Linked DNA regions of Rattus norvegicus: regions 1, 2, 4, 5 and 6 are each linked to region 3. A link is a contact called in public Hi-C data. All regions are on one chromosome and are shown on one strand. Each heading gives the region's core, a stretch centred on a gene start, on an enhancer-like site or on the middle of the called end of the contact. The rest is flanking DNA. Distances are from core to core; before and after follow the strand shown. Region 1 overlaps Lpp (LIM domain containing preferred translocation partner in lipoma). Region 2 overlaps Lpp (LIM domain containing preferred translocation partner in lipoma). Region 3 holds the start of Bcl6 (BCL6, transcription repressor). Region 4 holds the start of Lpp (LIM domain containing preferred translocation partner in lipoma). Region 5 overlaps Lpp (LIM domain containing preferred translocation partner in lipoma). Region 6 has its middle 34 kb from the start of Lpp.

Region 1 (3,753 bases), core at 421-2,920, 790 kb before region 3:
CTGCCTACTTGTATAAAAGTTGTCCCATTGAGGCTATAAAAACTTTCAACAGACCTGTATACAGATATACTTAAAAGAATATCAAATGCTGTCATATTTCCTCTTGCCCCAAATGGACCGTCTCCCAAACACTGATCGTTTATTGAAGATGCTGCCACAGATAGGCCTCACGTCCCCCACAATATGGACAAGGAGAATGTCCAACAGTGCCAGCAGTGCAAGCATCTAGATGAAGATTCAGATGCATACATACCAATGTAATATATACACTCAGAAAACATTTAATACAACGGTCTTGGCAATTCGTGTATGAAACATGGGCATTTGAGTTTTCTCTCCTTTTCTTTCCCCAAACTATCCATGTGGACATGCACTGAGAATTAGCAAGTTTCAATCCTTAAATGGTTTTGACACTTTTGACTTCAGAATTCAAAACCTAGATATGAAGCTTCAGGGTAAAAGTGGTATGGATAGTTAATGTTGCGTCTAAAAGGAGCCCTGGATTCCTAAAGCAGATCCACTCTGCTGAAGGACATTTCCATCTCTTCTCTTTAGTGGGGTGAGCACTGCTGGTAGAGTTGAGAGAAAATTCCCCCTCACCTATTCATAGTGAATGCACTCAGTCCTCAAGGGGATGGCAGGACCCTCAGAATGAGGGGTGCGGTTAAGAGCACTGACTGCTCTTCCAGAGGTCCTGAATTCAAATCCCAGCAACCACATGGTGGCTCACAACCATCCGTAATGAGATCTGATGTCCCCTTCTGGTGTGTCTGAAGACAGCTACAGTGTACTCATATACAAAATAAATAAATAAATCTTTAAAAAAATACGAAGAAAAATTTTAGTGCTCGAAGAAGGTATAAGGTATATTGCATTTCAGTTATATTAATAACTTATATCCAAGTTATATGCTTAAGAAACACCACAGGAACAAACTTTCTCACTGAGGGGGCAATTTACACAACAGGAGGAACATAGCCCATCTTGAGAAAAATAATACAAATTGTTCTATGACATTTCTATACAAGTATAAAATGTATCCCAATTATTCTCACTCCCACACCTTACTGACAGGCCCCACTCACCCCACAACCCTTCCCAGACTCATGTCTTTTGTTTGGTTTTGGGACCCTCGGAGTTTAACCAAGGGAGCAGTGTGAGTATCTTTACCATTTCTCATATTAGAAAGGATGTCTGCTCAAGAGAGCTGGAAGTAAGAAGTAAGGACTAAACACAGAATGAAAAACAAACAAGAGAACGGAATGCAGAAAGCAGCAGCTTAAATACAACATGAGCAATTAGCCAAACCAGTCCAGGAAAGGCACAGTTCCACCAGAAACTCCTTTAATCCTTTCAGGTCATGATCAGATTCAGGCAGGCAGGCAGGCATGCACGCGCACCTCCCCACCTCGACACACACACACACACACACACACACACACACACACACACACACACACACACACTCCAATCCAAAAATGGCATGCAGACTTTTTTCCTGATCTAAAACTGGAAAGAGGAGCCGGCTCTTTAAAGAAATCCCACCCCTTCAATTTCCTGTTATCAGAGGGCCTCTTCATCAGTTTCAAGGGGAGATTAATCACTTTTGCAACCCACTGAAAGAGTTTTCTGGAAAGCATAACAACCTGAAAGTGTAAATGACAGGATTATTCTTCCTGCAGCTCAGCTGCCTACAAATTCTCCCATCCATGACTCAGCATGAGGTAAAAGGAGCTAATGAAAAAGGGCACGCTTCCTTTTAAAAATCATCAACTGACTTTCAACATGTAGAACTGTTAAAAATATTCCCCCAAAGCTTGACAGTAAAGTACAGAAGGTTTCCATGAATGCTCACACTTGCACACCTAGAAATGTCTACAGTCCTACTAAGACAAGTGTGCTTGCTGCCCCTACCCAAGCTCTACTTCTGTAAACACCTGAAGCAGGGGGTTAGAATTCTCATTCCCCCTGTCAAGTTGACACAATTAGGAGGGTTGGGGGAAAGGATCAGGATTTGCTTTGCTGAGATCAAGATTTGAAGAGGAAAGACAAATCATGCCTTTTTGGGTTCCCCAAGAGAAGGGAACTGGCTTGGGGCTGTCCCTCCTTATAAAAGGCCACTTGATTTGATTGCACAAACAGCTCTCTAGGAGGAGGTAGCTTCTCAAGGGGCCATCACAGGAACAAGAGCTTTATATTTTCTGTTCTCTTCTGCAGAGTGAAAGCTGTGGTCAGCTTATGGGGACCCATGTGCAGTGAGTGAGGCAGTCAGTCACTTTCTGAAAAGGTCTCAGATATTCACTAATGCCTGGCATGGCCAGGGCACCCAGCCACACTAGTGAGTCTAACATGAGGCCAGGGTCAATAGGCCAAGGGTCCTTTGGAACTTACAATGGGTGCAGAGACAATGATCCTTAAAAGCCGGAGACGAAATTCCCACGAGACTGAACGTGTGTGCTTTGGGAGGGTAAGAGCAAAGATACAGAAGAATACAGGAAGTTCCTAACAAGGAACTAAGCAAGAGGAGTTTGCTGAACAGTTCTATGGGAACTGGCATCTATGGTGACAGTGATGAAAGGCTGAGGGCATGAGCAGGGTTCCTTGCACAGAGGCGAGCGTGTATGGCATCAGCCCAGTGTGTTTGTGGCAGGAGGGGAACAATCCACAGAGGCATTCTGCCTAAAAGGAGATGTGCTATGGCTATCCCTCTCTTAACCATAGGGTCACAAGTGAAAATCAAACTTGTTTCTATTGTCTTCAGAGTCGGCTTCTCTGATCATCGTGGTGCACTACTGTGCTAAGACAAAGTGCAAGAGGAGGCACATAGGAAACTGCAGGTGGAAAACATGGTACATGAACAGGATGGAGCTGGCTGTAACAACTGGTTACAAAGAATTCATTTAGAAAGATATAATCCAAGTGAAATGTTCCCCCAGAAAGTTCTTGTGCTGAAAGCTTAGCTTACCGGTTATGAGAGGTGATGAGTTCACAAAAATGCTATTGAAATGGAAGGATTGGTCTTTTGGTTCTTTGGATGTACAACTAAGAGGCAAGGCCTAGCAGGAAGAAGCAGGTTGTATGGGTGTTAGGGAGACTGGCCTGCCCTTCGCTCGGCACCCTTCCCTCTACTCAGCCTTCCTCTGAGAAGCTTTGCCCCCACCACGCCTTCCTATTGCCACGATGTTCTGACCGAGTGCAGGCCTACAGCATTGTGGGCAGGTAACCTGTCAAGTGGTGTGGCAAGATAAATCCTTTCTCCTTTGTTTCAGGTACCTTGTCATGGTGACAAAAAGCTAACAAATATACCCACGATCCATGTGACATTACAGTGATCTGAAATCTCCGGCCCACGGTGAAGACATGGAGAAGTAAGCAAGACATAAAACAGTGAGGAAAGGAGATTATGTCAGGGACGGTGGAGCCGAGGAAAATAATCTAAATGTCTTGTTAAGGAAACTGGCTAGTCAGTGACATCATCTTAACCCACACAGAAAAACAGACTCTGGAGTGTGATAACCGTAAGTCGGGGGTGAGGACTGAAAGAGCCTCAGGTTTGATACTGGGTGGGCCTGCTGTGAAGCTCTGAAAAAGGCCTACCAAAGGAGGATGAGAAGACTGAGAAGAAAGGCCTGAAGCACTGAGCTGCAGAGTCCAGATTGGACAAGAAAAGAAATACAGACAAGAACTGATGGGAGATAGAACCATAGTTGAGTTGAGGCAGACCTGCTCTAGAAGCTTGGAGATGCAAGAGAG
Region 2 (3,810 bases), core at 194-2,693, 930 kb before region 3:
TTAAGTATTAAAGCTTAAAGTCTATTCTAGTGAACTCCGGTGCTACTCACACCTTCTGAGCTGCAGACAAACGCTTTGTATAAGAAAACAGGAAGAACCTGTAGAGTTGATCAGCCTGAAGAGTATCAGAGACACCTGCAGAAGAAAGCCTAGAATTCTGTAGGAGGGACATGGCTGGGCCGGAGGGAACACTTTCTGGGTCTCGTGAGATCCTGGGAAAAGGAAAATTTCCTAGGAGTCACAAATGGAGACTGGTCACTTCCTCTCTGCACTGCTTTCTGCTGCTGTGGTTAACAATGTGGCCGAGAGGCATTTCGGGAGGAGAGGGCTCATCTCACCTTAGAGTTTACAGAGGATCATCAAAGGAAGCCGAGGCAAAGACTCAATACAGGAGCTTAAAGCAGAAGCTGGCTTCCGGCTCCTCGGGAACCTTCCTGGAATACCTTCTGTCATCGCGACACAAACTTAGTTTAGACGTGCACTTCTGAGAAGAGGAATCTCAGTTGAAGGACTGTCTCCATTAGATTTGCCTGTGGGCATACCTATGGGGCATTTTCTGGATTAATGATTGATGCTAGAGAAGCCAGCACATCGTGGGCGGTGTCATCCTTGGGCAGGTGGGCCTAGGCTGTGTAAGAAAAGTAACTGTGCCAGCCAGTGAGCAGCATTCCTCCATGTTTCTGCTTCAAGCTCTTGTCCTGACCAGTAAGCAGCACTTGCCTATGGTTTTGCTTTAAGCTCCTGCCTGGCCTTTGTGTGTTGTGATTAAAAGTATGCACTACTATGTCTTGCCAGGTACTTTTCTACGTTTCTTATGCAGCCCAGGAGCACTTGTCCTCCAGATGGTACGTCCTGCAGTGAGCAAGGCCCTCCATCTCACCCTCCCCCAAGTGAATCAGGAGGTTTTCCTAAAGACTCCTTCAGACTTCAGGTTTTCATTCCAAGATACATTTCATAAGATAAGGACATAAACTGAATCAAGGCTGACCCAAGGTGTGGAGAAAATCACTTAGTGGACATTTCTGCACAGCCTTTCAAAACATTATGAAAACTATGAAATAAATTTAAACAAACAAACAAACAAACAAACAAACAAAAAACCAAACCAAGAAACCCTGGAAATGGCCATAGTCTATTGATGCCAGTGGAGCACTTCTGAGCAATCTCTCTTGTACTAACGTCATTCCCATATTTAGGCGATCATATTCAGTAAACACAGCTAATTTTATAAGATGACTAATACCCATGTGCCTAATAACTAGAGAGACAAGTCAAAGGTCCTCCCTTATTGAGTTTATATGAAGCTCAGAAACCATGTGAACCCATAAAACTAAACAGGAACTAGTAACATTTTCTTGTATCGCTATGTGCTATTTGAAGTCCATCTGAGGCAAGAGATACACAGAGGGAGTGCAAAGTTGAAGGTCTTTAGTGACTAGTTGGACCATCAACACAGCTTGGCACCACCAGCGTTCTACTGAGTTCAAAGTGGAGAGAGTTACAACAAATACAGCTTGCTTTATTTCTGAAACAAACTGTGCACATATTTGCGGCCACCCCACTAATTAACCTGGAGATTGCTCCTTTCATCCTCTCCGTGTTTTTCTCCCCCTAGTTACCGCATGTTGGGGTTATTTTTTGCCATCTGGGATATATTCAGACTGTTCTCTTATAGGCACTAGAGAGAGGATGGTACGGATGATTAAGAGACTGAGGAGTCTGACTTTGTGGAAAGATTAAAAGAGCTATATTTGTAACACACCGAGGCTGGAGGGTGACTAAGGGGTGCCATGCTGATGGGCTATAAATATTCGCAAGGTGTAAACATTAAAGAATAATTTAGCTTGCGGCAGGTGGTACAACTAGGAGGGATGGTGTCTCAGAGAAGAGAGGAGATGTTTATTAAAGAAGAACTGAGGAGTTTCAGAGGTTCCCCACGGGACATATTGGAGTGAAACATGAAGCATCTCCGGGAGCAAGGCGGTGGGAGTCGGAGACATAGGCTGGCAGAACCAGCCTTACAAAGGTGGCCATTTGGCCACCATGGGCCAGACTCTTGCTTTTGTAATTTAGTACATGATCAAGGAAGAGGAGAGGTTTTCCAGTGTTGATCTAACAATGAGTCCCAGGGACTGGGTGGTCCTACTATCCTTTAAGCAATAGGAGAGAAAGCATGAAGGACGATGATGAGCTCCTCCATCTGTCCTGTCTCTGTCATCACTATCCTTACGACGGCTTCTAAGAAACATCCCAACTCTAAAATACTGTAGAAGAGATCTGCTGTGTTAAAATGTTTGGACAATGTATTAGAGTTTCCCTTTAATTCATGCTTATTCAAAAGGTTCTAGATGATTTAGAGTAGGTACTGAAGTTATATTTGCATGAAATATTTATTGACCTACTTATGTGGTGGCCTAGCAGAGACAGCAGTAACCTCCATGCATGGCTTGGTAAAGGGCTTTCTTCCTTTTACATGTATATGGAATAGCCAGTTAGTTTTCAAAGCCTGCGTCCCCTACCCCCCAGCTAAGGAATCAGCATCCTGTGCCCCACCTCTAAGCCTACTTTTGGAGGGAATTTAATTCTTATCTGACTCTGGTCTTTTCATGTAGCTCCTGAATAATGTTCCACGTGTTCTATATTGCTTTCATCCCAGAAACTGCATTCAAAACATGACTTTTAACACAGGATGGATAATCAATCACAGGGTCATAGAGGACTGCTCATTCCATTTCCAGTAAAATTGACAACATTTTAATAGGACAGTTCTTGGGCAAGTGGCAACTAATCTTAAAACCATGCAGACAGAGGAGGTGACAGAATGTAAACATCCAAACAAACAAGAGTCAGAGTAGGCATCGCATCTCACCAAGAAGGTAAAAAAGGAATGGGACCTGGCCTTTGTCTTCCCCAGAACTTGTGGGCACACCGTTGCGACAGAACACATGGAGCCAATCAGGGAAGATTTAGAAGGAAGAGAGCAGACTCAGGCTTGGAAAACTAAGTGGGGAATCCAGTATAAGGGGGGAAGATGGAAGGCACACAACCAGGCAGGAGGTGGGAGCACTGGCAGCCTGGACCTACTGACCTGTGAGGAAAGAGGAACTAGGCTGCAGCCATGGGTAAAGGCAGGCCAAGAAGGGTTTTCTACAGAGGACCAACCAATAAAAAACTGCCGTGGAGCCAAGTGGATATACATTTTATGCCCTACACATACATGCCGATATACATGTTATAAGACCATCTCTAGGTAAGTGGAGGAAGGACACAGAGGAGGAAAGAGGCTGATAAAAGAGTTTACAAGGCACTGTGAATGTTCCTGCAAAGAGGGGAAATAGAAGAGAAATAACGAGTGTGTGTGTGTGTGTGTGTGTGTGTGTGTGTGTGTGTGTGTGTGTGTGCCTTTTCTCTGCCTACTTACCAGGTGAGCCTTATCATCTTTAATCTGCAGGCGAAGACAGAGAGGCTCTGACAAGTTAAATCTCATCAACTATAACACAACAAACACGAGCAGAGCCAACGCTTGCCCAATTGTTACTCGGAGCTGAAAAACACGCTGTCCCTTATGCCTGGCTATAAAGCATGGTAGGGGCAGCTGGCAGTATGGTTGGGGAAGGGGGAATGATTTCAAACGTGTTTCAAGATACACAGAACAAAGGAGCAGACTGAATGGGCAAGGAGGAGAGAGTGGAAGACAGCTTCCACAGTCCCACTGTGAACACAGTTTGGGGGTGACCATACAGGTTAGTTTAATTAACGGCCCTCACTTGTGCATTTGTTTATGAGCCTTTATATGCAGGGGCATGGTTT
Region 3 (3,478 bases), core at 930-3,429:
CAGTGATAGGATTAGGCCTATGTATATTCCTCAAAAATCCTTCACAAGACAGGCATTTCTGCCGAAACTGCAATAGTCCATCTGCCAATTCGTATTCAAACATTCAGATTTCTCAGGGACAGACAATGGATTTTGTAAGTTCCAACCCCCACAGAAAACAATCAGCTCCTTCGGACTCCCCCAGTTCTAAAGCCTGTGACATCATCTTTTGATGAAGCGGTGTTCGCCAACAACGGCATAGCTGTTACGGACCATTCCTCCGTACCCCATAAATCAGCAGTCTTCCAGAATTTTGCTTGCATCTCTATTTTTAAGCCCACATTTAGGGTTGTGGTCCACAGGTACTCATTAGAAATTAATATGTGGAGATGTTTTGCGAATACTTAAGAACCCCTCTGTGATTTAACGAGCCACTTGAAGGACTTTCACAGCTAAAGCCCAGAACAGCCTGACCTTTGAAAGCGTCTTTTGCTCCAAACACTTTGGGTTCATTCTAATTCTTAAGGAATCTGAATATTATTTAGCTCACACCCTTCTTGCAAGAGACAGACATAAAAGAAACAAGAGTCTCACTCATCCAAGGATGAGTAGGAGGGCAAAAACCCCAACCAACATTTAAATAGGGAAACTGGCAGCTATGAACAAACAAACCAGGGCCCACAGTGAAAGGATTCTGCCCTGCACTCGCCTTTTAAAATAAAGGAAGAAAGAAGGGAAAGAAAGATCCCCCCCTCCTCCCCTCCTCAGCTCTGCTCCAGAGCCTAGAAGACCTGGCTGCGTGCAGTGCGCCTAGTTGTAGCACAGCCTGTACTCAATACACGCAGTATCTGTGAACCTGGCAACCAAGCCTTTAAATTCCCTCAGGCTGATCCCTTCAACACATACTGAAAAGATTTTTTTTTCTTTCTCCGACGACCTTGAAACGAACCCATGGGGGGGTTTAAAAAAAAAAAGAAAAAAAATGTCCAAGACCTTAAGAAAATAACAAAATATAAACATGTATTTGGCTTCACAGAATGTTGTAGCAGACAAACGTCACGCGTTCCCACACACACATTTCTAGCATCAAGAAATTTCCTCAGAGTCGACAGTAACAGAGTAAACCCACCACTTGCTGTCCTGGAAAGAAACAAACCAAACCAAACCAAATCCCTTTACATCTCTTTCAAGTGCAGTAAAGCTTCCCTTTAGTAAAGTCCAAGACTTAAAGGAAACTGCACCAAGGGCGGCTGGGGGGTGGGGTGGGGGGGATATTGGAGGTTGGGGTTATAGGTGGCCAAAAACATAAGCTTCTGTCAATGGTATTAGGCTGAAATAATGCATCTTTTAAATGCCTGAGAGATTCAGAGACAGAGACAGAGAGAGACAGAGAGAGAGAGGAGACAGAGACAGACAGACAGACACACGCAGAGAGAGAGAGAGAGAGAGAGAGAGAGAGAGAGAGAGATACAAAGACAATAAAACCAACGTATGACAGTTCCTACGATTTACATAACACCACAAACTTGCAAAAGGCAAAAAACCAGACAGAAGCGGAAAAAAGAATAAACCCTAAATCATTAAAATACAACAAGGAGCATCCCCAAGCCACCATCCCAAAAGGAGCCCCCCCCCCCGCAACATACTTTGTCCCAAATAAAAAGAAAACAAATGAACCCACCGAAAACTGCTTGGCAAATATTTTTCTCGTGGTGCCTAATATTCTAGCTGGAAAGAGCTGTGGTATTTATTGTTTTCTCCCTCACTCGCCTCTCTAAACCTGCCTCTAACATACTGGTTCTAACAGCTCAAATCTCTGGCTCCCTTTTGTGTATTTAGCTCGAGGAGCCGAGTTTATGGGTAGGAGAGGAAGAATTAGCCCCAGACCCCGGGAAAGCGAAGCGCACTCCCCCTCTTATGTCACCGAATAGCAAATTAGTTCTCAGAATTCCAGAGGCCGAGCTTTGCTACAGCGAAGACGCCGACGTCACGGAGGAGGAGTCCACGTGACGGCGGCGGAGCGGGCCGTTCCATCGGTGGCCGGGGGCAGGGAGGGTCGCCTTGTAGTCGCGCGCGCCCCCCATGGGACCCCCGGTGTTCCGAGCGGCAGTGCTGCGGGAACCCCAATCCACATCGTAGGGCGCCGAGCGGCGCGGCCCCGAGGCATTCTACGGGCCGGGAGGGCGCCACGGCGCGCGGCGCTGCCACGGAGTCCTCCCCTGCTGTGGAGCAATGGTAAAGCCCGCAGCTCAAATTCCGAGAATTGAGCTCTGTTGATTCTTAGAACTGGGGTTCTTAGAAGTGGTGATGCAAGAAGTTTCTAGGAAAGGCCGGACACCAGGTGATTATTGCTGTTGCTGCCGCCGCCGCTGCCGCTGCCGCCGCCGCCGCTGTTGCCGCTGGTGCCGCTGCCGCCGCCGCTGCTCATGATCATTATTTTACCTTTTAATTCTTTTTTTTCCGCTTTTGCCAAATGCTTTGGCTCCAAGTTTCCTATGTGTATCTATTGATATAAATGTATCTATTTATTGATTCTAGCTGTCAGGTGTTAAAATAAATGCCGAAGACCAGCCCCACGTCTCTCCCACTGTAGGATCTAGCTTTACGCATACGTATTCTTCTTTTTTGCTGTCTTGGAGCGCCTCGGCCGCCTCGGAGAGGCTGTGCCGCCCTGCCCGGTGTTGTTTCGGTGTTTGGAGACGCAGGGGCGCGGGGCGGCGGGCGCTGGGCTGCGCGGCCTGGGAGCGCGGACCGCGGCGGCCCCGCCGGCTTCGCGCGGCTTGGCTTGCTTTCTCTGCTCGCTTGCAAACTGCCTTCCCCGCCGCTGCCTCCCTCCCCGCTCAGTTCTCCCGGTGCCCGCGTTGGCGGCCGTCCACCGGCCCCGGCCCCGCACAGTCCCTGCCTTGCACCCGAGCCGGGAGTCAGCAGGGGGAATGCAAGCCAACTCCTCGGCTGGTTGTTTTATTTTCCCTTTTCTTTTTGGTCATAAAGCCAGATGAAGTATCGTGTCTGTAGTTTCCTTTGAGAGCCGTGATCTTCCCAAGGAGAGACAGTGTTTTGGGGAGGCTTCGCTTGCACGGGGGGCGGGGACGTTGAATACTTTGAAAATTATTCTTTCTTGGTTGGAGTCGAGGCAGTCGGGAACCCGGGTGCGCTCGGTCTGCCCAGCCCGAGGAAGGAGGCTTGAAGGCGGGACAGGGATTTGGGGGGTGGGCGGGAGAGGGGTGCGCGGTTTTTTGCACCTGCGGCGCTTTCAGCGTGCGGGACCCGGAGGGTCTTGGCCAGCCAGCCCAGAGCTCCGGGGAGGTGGCGGGATTTCTGGCGGCCGCGGTGTTTGTATTTTGGGTGCTGCGTGACTGTATTGGCTCTCAGCGGTAGTTCCCTCCCTTTCCTAAATTTAATTTCATTTTTCCCCCTTGGTGCAAGCTGTGTAAAATAAATAAATAAAAAGCAGCTATGGCCCTGGGTATAGCGGACGCCACGCTTCAGACTCCCAAGG
Region 4 (3,566 bases), core at 242-2,741, 550 kb before region 3:
GGGGTTGAACCCTGTGCTATCTGCAGGCTCCTTTACAAGGCTGAACTGCTCTAAGGTTTGACGCAGAGAGCTGACAAGCATGCGCAGCTCAGGATTCTGAAGTCTTCTGTATTACTGACTGCTGAAATTAACACCCTGAGAGCCAAGCAAGTCTCTGGTCTACACAGAAGACATGTAACCTTGGACAAACCATAGAACTTCTCAGAGATTTCTTTATTACCCAAAACTGGGATTCTGGATGCAGTACGAGGCTGATGAGGAGACTAAATAGGAGATGAGCTTCCTCAGCCACAGTGGGGGACTGGCCTCCAGCATCCCCTCCCTCCAGCTTCCAGCATCCTTCCCTTCCATTTTGTCCACCTTTCATCCATCACCATGAATCTAACCTCCTGAAATGCCGTAATACGCACTTTGTAAGTCCATGCATTTGGAGACATGACCTTTGGGCATCTCTGCAAATTTCCCCAACTGGACCTAAACAACTTTTGTTTATTCCATGTCTTTGGAACTGCTTGCCAGCAAAAATGTCAACTGGAATGGTATTATGCAAAGTGCATTCTTTTACGAACACCCAAGAACCTTATAGAATGTGTGATCCAGTCAGTTCTGAACATCCCTTCAGATCTTTAACCAAAAGAAAATGGTCCACTTACTGTCGTTTTCACTCTCTGGTCCTCATGACCTTGGGCCTGGGATCCTTTGGGTGAAATGTAACATGTTTATAACCCTTTCAACATCACCCACTGCCCCAGAAATCAATGGCTGGCACCAGCCTGCACAGACATGGATAGGTGAATCAACAGAAACAATAAACAAGGCTGGAAATGGACAAATGAGTGAGATAGGCAGGGACAGTAAGTCAGGTGGTGGGAGAACAGACAAGTGTATGGACAAGCAGGCCAACGAAAAAGACAAGCTGCTACACAGACTTGCAGGGAGACAAGAGATGGGGTCGAGATCTCAGGATGCAATAGTAACCTTACAGCCAACCTCGCCCTTAAGTTTTTACATACAAAAAAGTCTTCAAAGGACTCTCTTCATCATGTGACATCCACTGAAAGTGATGGTAATTACAGTTCTATACATTTGCCCAGAGGTAAAAATCACAAGCTTTGGGCAAAGCAATGGACATCAACCCCCTCCTCACCTACCCTCCCCTCCAAGTGCCCCGAGAGAATAGGAAAGGCCTTCCAGAGGTCTAAGGGAGCTTATCTAATCTGACACATGCACAAGGTGACTAAAGAATTCGTCACTGCTTCTCTAGGTAATGTTATCTTAATTAAAACAACATAGCACACCACAGCCTATCATGAATTTTCTCTACTTTATCAGTTCTACATGTATGAACTTTATGCTTCACTGAATTCTTTACCCAAAACACTGCTAAACTCCATCCTACTGTGCAAGGTGATGTAAAATACTTGAAAGTCCTCCCCAACAAGAATATGGTCCCTACCTGATCTTAGCGAACTTCCACTCTTGGCAATGAGCTGTTACGGATAATAGAAGCGGAACTCTGTTACATCACAATGCACGCCATACATAAAGCAACATCATAGCAATCAAAACACATTGCAAAGGACATCAAATGACATAGAAAATTAAAATATTAACATCATATACAGGAAGCAACAAAACCACACACACAAACACACACACACACACACACACACACACACACACACAGAGCTACATAACATGTAGCTTTTATCTTTTAAAACAAACACATGTGGATGACACCTCAGTATCTCAGTGTACTAGTGTGTCAATTTTCCGAAAGGAGCCTAGGCAACACCATTGCAAAAATGGGTTCGTCTCACTTGGTGGAAAATAAAAGTTCTTGTTTAAAACAACCAAGAGGAAGACAGGCTTGCAGAGATTGCCCATGTGGACTGAGTCACCCGACCCACCCAGCTCAGAGAGGAGAGGCCACTGATTGCCACCGATGGTGGAGGAGTGTCCACGAGCACAATGTGACAGAGACAGGCCTGACTGTTTCCTGGTTCCCTAGTGCAGCACAAGGTCCCTTTACTTTGCTCAGAAATGGAGTTTGGTTTTTGTTTGGTTCTTTGTTTTGTTTTGTTTTGTTTTGTTTTGTTTTGTTTTGTTTTCTAAAAGGACATGAAAACTGTTTCGTTTCCTTTTCACCTCAAAGTTCTAACATCCTGCTTTACCTCAGAAACCTGCACATTATCACCATCCTGGGCCCCTCACACATCATCCCTCCTGAAGCCATTCAGGAGTTCTGACTCTTGCTCTGGTCAAGAACTCAGGAGATTCCTATGACCCCTGGGAGGATGTGTGGCACAGGCACAGAGTCTATGATCTAGTAAAGACGTCAGTGACAGAGACTCCATAGCCCTTAAAGACTAATGTACCACCCAGGACGAGCCAGCCAGCTCCTCAGCACAGTCAGAGGACTGCAGTCTGGCTGCTCGCTCAGTGTGAGCCACCAAGCCCGTCTGTGACGCCTCCCTGCCCCTTTCCCAGACAAGCAGATTCTGCCGTTAGAATTTACTCAAACTGTGCTCCCCACTAAGATAGAAAGAGAAATTCTACAGTTTCCAAATAAGAAAGATGGGACTACAAATGACAATGATTCCTCCACATGGTGTGCACGAAGAGACAGGAGAGGGCCCTGTGCTAGGGGAGAGGCCATGGTTTCCTCAACGAGTAAACTCACTCTCCGTCCGGTCTGCAGTTTTTCACAAAGAATTAACTGACTCTGACAAAAGTCTGAGGTGCCCCTGCAGATGGAAGGTCTAGTTCATTGTACAGAGAAGAACATGTACAGAAAACAGTTCAGTTTGCGGAGGGCACGCTTGATCATAATGGAAAGACTGAAGCCCATGGAAAAGAGCCTCAGGGCCACTCTCAAGGCCAAGTTTCCTTAAGCCTTCATTCTCCAGCCGAGGTATAGAAGCTAAGGTACACAAATGAAGGATAACAAGGTGTTCTGGGCCGAATAAACAGTGGCCGTGGGGATCAGGCCAGGGTAGAACAGGGGGCGGTTAGATGCAGAGACTCCAGCTGGGGCCACACCCACCTCATGACCTTTGCGGCCTTCTCCTTCCCAAGCTCTGTGTGTCTTTCTCCTTCAGACACGTTAAGCACTGCATAACTCAGTGTGAATTCAAAATCAGGACATTTTCAGAATTACCTAAGAAGAATTTCGAAATGCAAATCTTGTAGTCTACACCCAAAAGATGTAGAAATAGAGAGTGGATCAACAACTGACTAACATTTTAAAAATCTAAGAGGCACTCCTCGGTTTTCTATAGGCATTGTACTAGTCCCCATGTAAACAATCGTTCTACTGGGTTTCTGATTCGAGAGCCCCCTCTACTTCCCTCAAACTTCTAAACACAGACTCTCTAAAACATTCTCCCCCACTGTACCAAGGAATGAGTATCTCTTCTCCTTGGATTTCTCACCCCATGACAGACTCTAAGAAGATGCTTAGGAGGGAGACCAATACTGAAGACTTAGGTCCCACGTTTGGCACTGTGTTTACTTCTGCTTAGGGGCTGATCCTTGTACCACAGACCTTGACAGGATTGCATAAC
Region 5 (3,504 bases), core at 1,002-3,501, 690 kb before region 3:
GCATTAGAAACCTAACAAATAAACGGGTTAGAAGGAAATTAGAATAGAACAAGAGGTTCAACAGCCTACGGTTCACAAACAATTTCTAAATGGACAAATGCCCACTTTCTGCTTTTACAAATAAAGCTTTATTGGAACACAGCCACAACCATTCAATTACTTATTATATGTGGCTACTTTCTCATTCCGATGTCAGAACTAAGTAGAGAAAACACCTCCCCTCCCTAAAAGCCTATTTACAGTGACTGTTAGGACTTACAGAGAACTTCCTGACCTTGATCTTGTCCACCAACTCGCTCTACACATAAGAAAAATTAGATTCAGTAAGAGTATACTTTTTATCAAAAAGTTCAACGTTTTTCCAACGCGAGATAACTTACGTTGCATCAGGCATTATGCACACTCACACTGAATAAACACTAGTTCTGCCTAGTATTTGTCAGGGGATCTTATGTTCCTCTCAGGTGAAATTATGTTGAGATAACTGTTTTAAGACATTGCTTGAAGTTTTCCTTTTCCAAAGAGGTGAAGCAAGTAAACAAGCAATCACAATGTAACATGGTAGGTCCCATTATTTCTATAGGCCTCCTAGTTTAACAGAACGCAGGTTTCTGATCTTAACCGTTCCATAAACAGACGCCCATCGTGTACACCACGGGGCTAACATCAAGGCATCTCTAGAGCTGCTTTAGTTTTCGAAATGTCTGCAGAGAGCCTACTGCCTCTCTTTACCCGACTCAGGGGAGTGGCCCTCATTTGTTGGCATGTGGCTCCTTTCCTTCATCTTCAAAGCCAGTAAATCCTCCTTGTATGTTTTCTCATCATGGATTGATTACTCCAAACACCCCAGCGTTGTCCCTCACTGGCTTCTAAGGAAAATTAGCGTGAATCCTGGCCTCACCCATAGGCTGCTTAGCAACCTGAACTGTTTAAAGTAGGAAGACCCTGCACCATGTATCCACAGGATGCAGCCATCAGGCCTGGCGTCCTCCAGCTGCATGTTCTGCATGCCGCCGTGAGCCATGGAGGAGGAGGCTGCAGGAAGGACTGGAAAGCCAGGAAGGAACCAGATCCTCAGTGCACCAGAAGCGTCTTCCAGCCATGTCAGGGAGTATCTGAAGTTAAAGACCTTCCTAACACTTCCTTCATATTTCAGGATATCTTTCCAAGTTTAGATATTACTTAAACATTCTATTTTGTCCTCTATTCTCCTTGCGATCCATAATCATGCTACCAAATTTAGGGAGAAATCCATGTTAGGTGGTGAGCTGAGGAATGCATTTCAGGAAGCAAAATTAGATTTTCAGCTAAGCCAGTTCTTGACTCTACCTGTGGGTGGCTTTTCTTTACACATCCATTTAAAAAGAAAAGGCCTCCAAAGAATCCTGATGCCACCTAGGATAGGACGGTCCACACCAGAATCAGGACTGGAGAGTGACTCTGTGATTTTTAAGGAGACGATAACAAATGCAACAAGAGATACAACTATACCCAGAAGGTACATGGGATGTCAAAAACAAAAACAAAAACAATAAAAAATACCCCACTTTATAACTGTATGTACCCTTTCAGACGTGTTAGAGTTGATACTAGGAAATAGAGAACACAGCTGGAAATATTAAGTTTGTTGGGAAAACCTATAAAGAGTTTCAGGGAAACATTGGCAATAGGAGATCAATACAGTGTATCTGCGTTTACTAAGGGCCCGAGGTTTGACAGTGAAAGAGAACTAGAAAGTAGCTGGCTTGAGAAAGTGAAAATTACCAATAACCAGCTGCACATGTTCAAGGTGGGATGAGGAGGAGGACTACTGTAATGCTTATTACAGCCCTGTAAGGGCAAGGAACCTGTTTAATAGCTCTTAAAGACCCTTTCGACACCACTGGTTTATGACTATGACTCAAAATGTGGGGGCCAATTAACAGCAAAGTCACAGACTGTTTTCAACCTGAGTAGTCAGAAAATAGCCCGACATTACAGCAGGGCAGTTAGCCTAACTGCAAGAGGCACTCACTGAGCATTACACCATAAAACATAATTCTCTAGGCAAGATGAGACAAACAGCAACCAGGAACTCGTGCTGCTAATGACTGACACCCCCTCCCCCCACATACCCAAACCTCATGGCCACATGGAAAATTAAGCATTCGGTAGCTGTTTTCAAAGTGAACTCCCAGGGCACAGAACGCACCACACGCCACTCAGTTGTCACAGGCCGTAAAAAGGACTCTGGACCTTTGGAAATTCCTCTAGGAATCCCTGAACTTCCTGTATGGAAACAGTTTTGCCTTTGAGTTTGGTGGCTGCCTAAAGGTTTGGTGGGTAGAAAGGCATGAAGACAATCGAGAACTGTCTGCCCTGGCCAATGGCAAAAGAGATGGAGGTGGTGCAAGAAAACACCTGAAATGGAGGTGTGCACATTTCCATCCTTTACAATAAAAACCAGGAAAATACCAAATTACTAAGGTGGAAAATTCCCACCGTGAACAACGAGACTGAGCCAGAAGTGACAAACAAATTACGCAGTCAGGGGACGCACATATCCCCCTCCTACGAAAACACACACATTCCCACGCAGAACTCTTTCCCTCTGAATAGAGCTAAAGGTGCAGGAAGTAGTTTGATAGAGACATTATATTACCTAGACAAACCTGAATCGGATTACCTGTTTGTTTATTAGATTATGGCTTTAGGATCATTGTTCCATGCTAAGAACTCTTGACAGGAGCCGACACACACATTCCTTGGAAGGAAGGCTTTTGTGGTTGTATTTTATGGTGCTTAGACTCTTGTGAAAGCAGTCACACCAGAGGATTAAATCCAGTCTCTGGGGCCACCTCATTGGGAGGCTCCAGTTTATTTCACACAGCCTCAAATAGGACATATGAGCTTTTTGCACCCAACTTATTCCCTGTGGAATTTCTCATAGTAAACCTCACCCGCTGATCTGAGTCATGACCCAAACACCAGATCCTGAGTGCTAATGAACAGAAGCAATGGGAGGTGTTCTGGAAGTGAAATTCAACTAGATTTTACGTCTGTCTGTCCACGCAAAGGGGAAACACTGTCCTGGCATTTCTGTCAGAACTTCAGGCAAAAATATTCTTACAAAAATAAATACCAGAGAGTACCAACCTCTGCTTCTGATTCAATGTAGTAACAAACAAACAAACAAAATGATGTCATTCATTTATAGTCCACTTAATTCTTGGTCTCTTCATTTTAATAGAAAGGCTTTTGGTTTTAAGCCTCAGGTTGGATGAGAATGAGGCTACAGTGTGGAATTCTCCTTATGTCAAGGGTCTTAACATTATAGGATTCACAACAACTTCTTATCCCAAGCCAGCAGGGGTATAAACATGAGAAGAACACAGTTCCAGAAACAGAAATCCTAACAAAGCTTGCAAACACCTGTGGCCTTTGTTTCTCTGACATCTTCGGTATTGAACTGTATGGTACTCTTAATCCTCTCAGTTATAAAACAGGTCTAAGTGTTGATCTTTC
Region 6 (3,614 bases), core at 295-2,794, 520 kb before region 3:
CTGGCAACGTCTCATCAACCACACCTCTACCACGGCCCTGCAAGAGCAACTTCTCTTCCTTATGACCATGATTACACATCACAATCTCTCTACACTTGAGCGTGCAATGTTACGTGCACACATGTGGCAGCTGTGGCTCTGGTTTCTTTAAAGGCTTCTCTAGAGGACGGACACGTGGGTCAGTAGTTAAAGGCACTGGCCGCTCTTCCAGGGAACCGGAGTTTGATTTCCAGCACCCACCTGGCAGCTCACGACCATCTATAACTACAATTTAGGAGACCTAAGCCCTCTTCTGGCTCCTGCAGGCACCAAGCACACAGTGGCACGCAGGCATACATGGGAGCAAACCACTCAGACACATACTTTTTTGTTGCTTTTAAAGAAAAATCACGTGCAAGATATGTCGTTAGTGAAAACTGTCGTCGAAAACTGTAAACTGTAAACACAGTCATACATGTGAACACAGGGACACACGCCCATTTGCACATGCTGGGGGAGAGAAAGGGAAGAAAGGAGGAATGGGGAGCTGAAAAACTTCTTCCCAAAACTGTAACAATGATCGTTAAAGCAGAATGCATTTGGGGTAAATTTTATTCTCTATTTTGTATTTTCCTGCCCTGCTTCAAAGTCACTGTAGTGCTTGGAAATCATTTAAGTGATGAAACTGTCTAAGAAGAGAAGAGAACAAAATAAAATGAAAAATAGAAAAAAACAAAACAAAACAAAATAATACAGAGGAAAAGCTCGAATTAGCCCTCTGAGTATGGTCAGACATCTATGTTCAAGTTTTCCTGTCCATCCCAGACACCTCTAGGCTACACGTGGCACACTGGAAGGCAGGATGCAGGTCTTCTTCTTCTTCTTCTTCTTCTTCTTCTTTTCTTCTTCTTCTTCTTCTTCTTCTTCTTCTTCTTCTTCTTCTTCTTCTTCTTCTTCTTCTTCTTCTTCTTCTTCTTCTTCTTCCTCTTCCTTCTTCCTTCTTCTTCTTCTTCTTCTTCTTCTTCTTCTTCTTCTTCTTCTTCTTCTTCTTCTTCTTCTTCTTCTTCTTCTTCTTCTTCTTCTTCTTCTTCTTCTTCTTCTTCTTCTTCTTCTTCTTCTTCTTCTTCTGCTGTGGTGCTGGGAATTAATCCCAAGGTCTAAAGAGGCTCTACCCCTGAGCCACAGGCACCACCAGGCAATGCTCTTTGAAGTCTCCCTCGCCATTGGTAGCCTGACTTAGATAAGATCCATTACTATAAATGGGGACAGCTGTAGTCTTCCAGAACCTTCCCTCAAAGGAACAAAAGCCCTGGGAATCTCTTAGGACTCCAACCAGAAAGAAGGGTAGAGCATGCCTTGCTGCTACACTGGCAGCCACACCCTGCCCTTCATAAGGTTAAGCACCACATGCTTACAGAAACCGGCATGTTAAACTCCGGTGCCTATGATGTCACTGCTCTGTGGCTTTCTTCACATCGCTGCTGCCGAAGCACAGCCCAGGCACAAAAAGGACGCCCAAACCCTTTGGATTTAATCATTACGCCACCATGGAGTCCACTTTGGCACCAGAGCAATGGTGACAGTGTGTGCTGCAGCTCAGTTTCAGTGCTGAGCATGAAAACAGCCGGCCTATAGGACACAGTGGCCTTCTCTACCAGTTCTGACTGACTCGCACTAGCGCACGATACTTCCACAATGTCACATAGATTAAACCAGGGCAGGCTTCACAGCCACAGCGGGAAGGGACACTGTGAGGTTTGGGGGTTGGTTTGTTTGTTTCTGTTTTGTTTTTTTATTTCTAGTCAGCCATTACTGGATTTTCTACATGATAACTCGCTGTTATCATACTTAAAGGAGAAGAAGGTGGTGGCCCCATGGGAAGATATGCCAACAGCCAGCACCTTGAAGAGACAGCATCTCTCTTCAAGCTGAGGCCAGCACCGCCTCAGAGGCACGAGTGCAGGGAACAGACTGTAACTAGGTCACTGGATTTTGCTTCCTCACAGTAGACCTTTTTGCACACGCTCGCCGGAGCTTCCAAGAGCTCAGGAGGCTAACTCTGTACAACTGCTGAGATGAACTAAAAGTAAAACAGTTACTCATGAAAAACATGCTGGAAGGACTCCCATGTGCGTGGCACGGCAGAAGGTGCCAGAAGTAAGCAGAGGCTACCCCACCCTCCAGAAGCGGACAGTGGCAGACGCTCGAGGTACAATGTGATGAGTCCTAAATGTTCCCACTCGGAGCAGCATGTGGCTCGAGCAAAGGGAAGATTATTTCTAGCAGGGGGAATGACAGGTGGCTTCAGGACAGTGAGTGTTCCACCACCAGGACGTACCGGAACAACGTCGGGATGGGACAGATCCAAGGCCAGGGTACAGCTCAGCTGGCTGGCACCCAGGGGCAGTAAAGAATGACCTTAATTCTGGAAAGAACACACAGTGCCAGGCGACGGACTTTGGGTATTTTCACAGCAGCAAGGCAGACTGTCACTGTATGCACAGAATGTGCCCCAGGGAGCAGGACGATTGAAGCAGATTTTTTTTTTTTTTTGTGTGTGCACTAGTAAATTCAAGTTGGTGCCGGGAGAAAAACGGAGACACTACAAACAAATATCCCTGTCACTGTAAACGGGCTATGATATGCTCTAGAGTACAACTGTGGGGAGTGACACTTTCTTGTGACTAGAAACTACATCCTCCCAGGGCTGCGAATCTGGTAGGGAGGTGAGTAGAGAAGAGGGGAAGATGACAAAGGCCACTGTTCTGTCTTCAAAGGCTCTCACTGATACAGTCCGGGTGGGTCCCTCCCGTTCTTTAGGGCCCACTAAATTCAACACCCACTCATGCCATTCCCGTAATGTCCTTTTCACAGCTTTGCACACCCACAAAAGCTCTCAGTAAATAACGTCGTAAGATTGAGTGGTTGCTGGTTTCAAAACAGAAAGTCCACCACACGGGAAAAAAAAAAGGAATGAAAACAAGAAACAGGTGGTCTCCTCCCTAGGCAGAAGAAAGCTAAGACCCAGGGCCCCCGATCAGCCCATTGCAGTCGGAATCTGTGAAGGGAAACCTAACCATGGTCATGTATACAAAGCTCCCTGGGTGGCTTTACCATGCAACCATGGGAGAGAATGCCAGCCAGGCAAAACCACTGACGGCTGAGCATGGGAATCACAGAACACTAGGAAAAGCCAACACTCCTGCAATGTCTGCTTCCCTGGCCTTCCCTCAAGAGTGAGCTTCTTGTAATGACAAGGTCAGAACTGGCTGGGCCTCTCAGCAGATGCATGAGAACACCACTCAAGGATCTCTTCTTGCAAACAGCGTCCAGGGCTAACCTTGTTACATTCTATTTCTGAAAAGGCAGAGGGAGAGCTGAGCGAGCTCAGTCTCTAGCCCTCGGTGTTGGAACACTGCAGTGGGCAATGAAGACATTGGTCTAGCAATGAGCTAAACAAGCAACAAATAATATACTCTACTACTCCAAGGGGACTTAAGCAGGTCCTCTCAACCTCTTCAAGCCTCAGTTTCCACCGAAGTTATGAAGTAGAAGTTACAGTGTACGTCTCCCATGTTGTTCTTCCAGTATGTCCAAGATTAGACATGATGTTAACATCACAGTGATTATCCAGC

What was found. A called contact is a pair of places that touch in the nucleus more often than the background predicts.
Region 1: a contact with region 3 is called in a Hi-C map of the A7r5 cell line, with 5 times the contacts expected there. The contact joins the enhancer-like site here to the promoter of Bcl6 in region 3. A contact is called at or near these places in 4 of 12 Hi-C or Micro-C datasets (the A7r5 cell line, Schwann cells, frontal cortex and 1 more) and 1 of 1 datasets of contacts at active chromatin or transcription factors (oligodendrocytes).
Region 2: a Hi-C map of liver shows a contact between it and region 3, with 4 times the contacts expected there. The contact joins the enhancer-like site here to the promoter of Bcl6 in region 3. A contact is called at or near these places in 5 of 12 Hi-C or Micro-C datasets (frontal cortex, hepatocytes, kidney and 2 more) and 1 of 1 datasets of contacts at active chromatin or transcription factors (oligodendrocytes).
Region 4: a contact with region 3 is called in a Hi-C map of liver, with 4 times the contacts expected there. The contact joins the promoter of Lpp here to the promoter of Bcl6 in region 3. A contact is called at or near these places in 3 of 12 Hi-C or Micro-C datasets (hepatocytes and liver).
Region 5: a contact with region 3 is called in a Hi-C map of liver, with 4 times the contacts expected there. The contact joins the enhancer-like site here to the promoter of Bcl6 in region 3. A contact is called at or near these places in 3 of 12 Hi-C or Micro-C datasets (the A7r5 cell line, liver and mammary epithelial cells).
Region 6: a contact with region 3 is called in a Hi-C map of liver, with 6 times the contacts expected there. The contact joins the enhancer-like site here to the promoter of Bcl6 in region 3. A contact is called at or near these places in 9 of 12 Hi-C or Micro-C datasets (the A7r5 cell line, the Rat2 cell line, Schwann cells and 5 more) and 1 of 1 datasets of contacts at active chromatin or transcription factors (oligodendrocytes).

Annotation. Positions count from the first base shown.
Region 1 is chr11:89,571,506-89,575,258 of GRCr8, forward strand. The region is part of intron 5 of Lpp (LIM domain containing preferred translocation partner in lipoma); the gene reads right to left. Among named protein-coding and RNA genes, the nearest start is that of Mir28, 93 kb to the left of the region's middle. Within about 2 kb of position 1,671, at least 8 of the 93 cell types and tissues checked have an H3K27ac peak or open chromatin away from gene starts, as enhancers often do. A contact at or near this core is called in the A7r5 cell line, where this site is marked.
Region 2 is chr11:89,424,573-89,428,382 of GRCr8, forward strand. All of the region lies in intron 8 of Lpp (LIM domain containing preferred translocation partner in lipoma), which reads right to left. Among named protein-coding and RNA genes, the nearest start is that of Mir28, 54 kb to the right of the region's middle. Within about 2 kb of position 1,444, at least 2 of the 93 cell types and tissues checked have an H3K27ac peak or open chromatin away from gene starts, as enhancers often do. A contact at or near this core is called in liver, where this site is marked.
Region 3 is chr11:90,356,574-90,360,051 of GRCr8, forward strand. It overlaps Bcl6 (BCL6, transcription repressor), which reads left to right and starts at 2,180. Exons shown (of 10, transcript NM_001107084.1): 1 at 2,180-2,320. LOC120095689 (a long non-coding RNA gene) reads right to left here and starts at 2,079. Exons shown (of 3, transcript XR_005491443.1): 1 at 1,661-2,079.
Region 4 is chr11:89,803,773-89,807,338 of GRCr8, forward strand. Lpp (LIM domain containing preferred translocation partner in lipoma) reads right to left here and starts at 1,492. Exons shown (of 12, transcript NM_001013864.1): 1 at 1,457-1,492.
Region 5 is chr11:89,671,255-89,674,758 of GRCr8, forward strand. The region is part of intron 3 of Lpp (LIM domain containing preferred translocation partner in lipoma); the gene reads right to left. Among named protein-coding and RNA genes, the nearest start is that of Lpp, 130 kb to the right of the region's middle. Within about 2 kb of position 2,252, at least 2 of the 93 cell types and tissues checked have an H3K27ac peak or open chromatin away from gene starts, as enhancers often do. A contact at or near this core is called in liver, where this site is marked.
Region 6 is chr11:89,837,932-89,841,545 of GRCr8, forward strand. It overlaps a transcript of Lpp not described here. Among named protein-coding and RNA genes, the nearest start is that of Lpp, 34 kb to the left of the region's middle. Within about 2 kb of position 1,545, at least 29 of the 93 cell types and tissues checked have an H3K27ac peak or open chromatin away from gene starts, as enhancers often do. A contact at or near this core is called in kidney and liver, where this site is marked.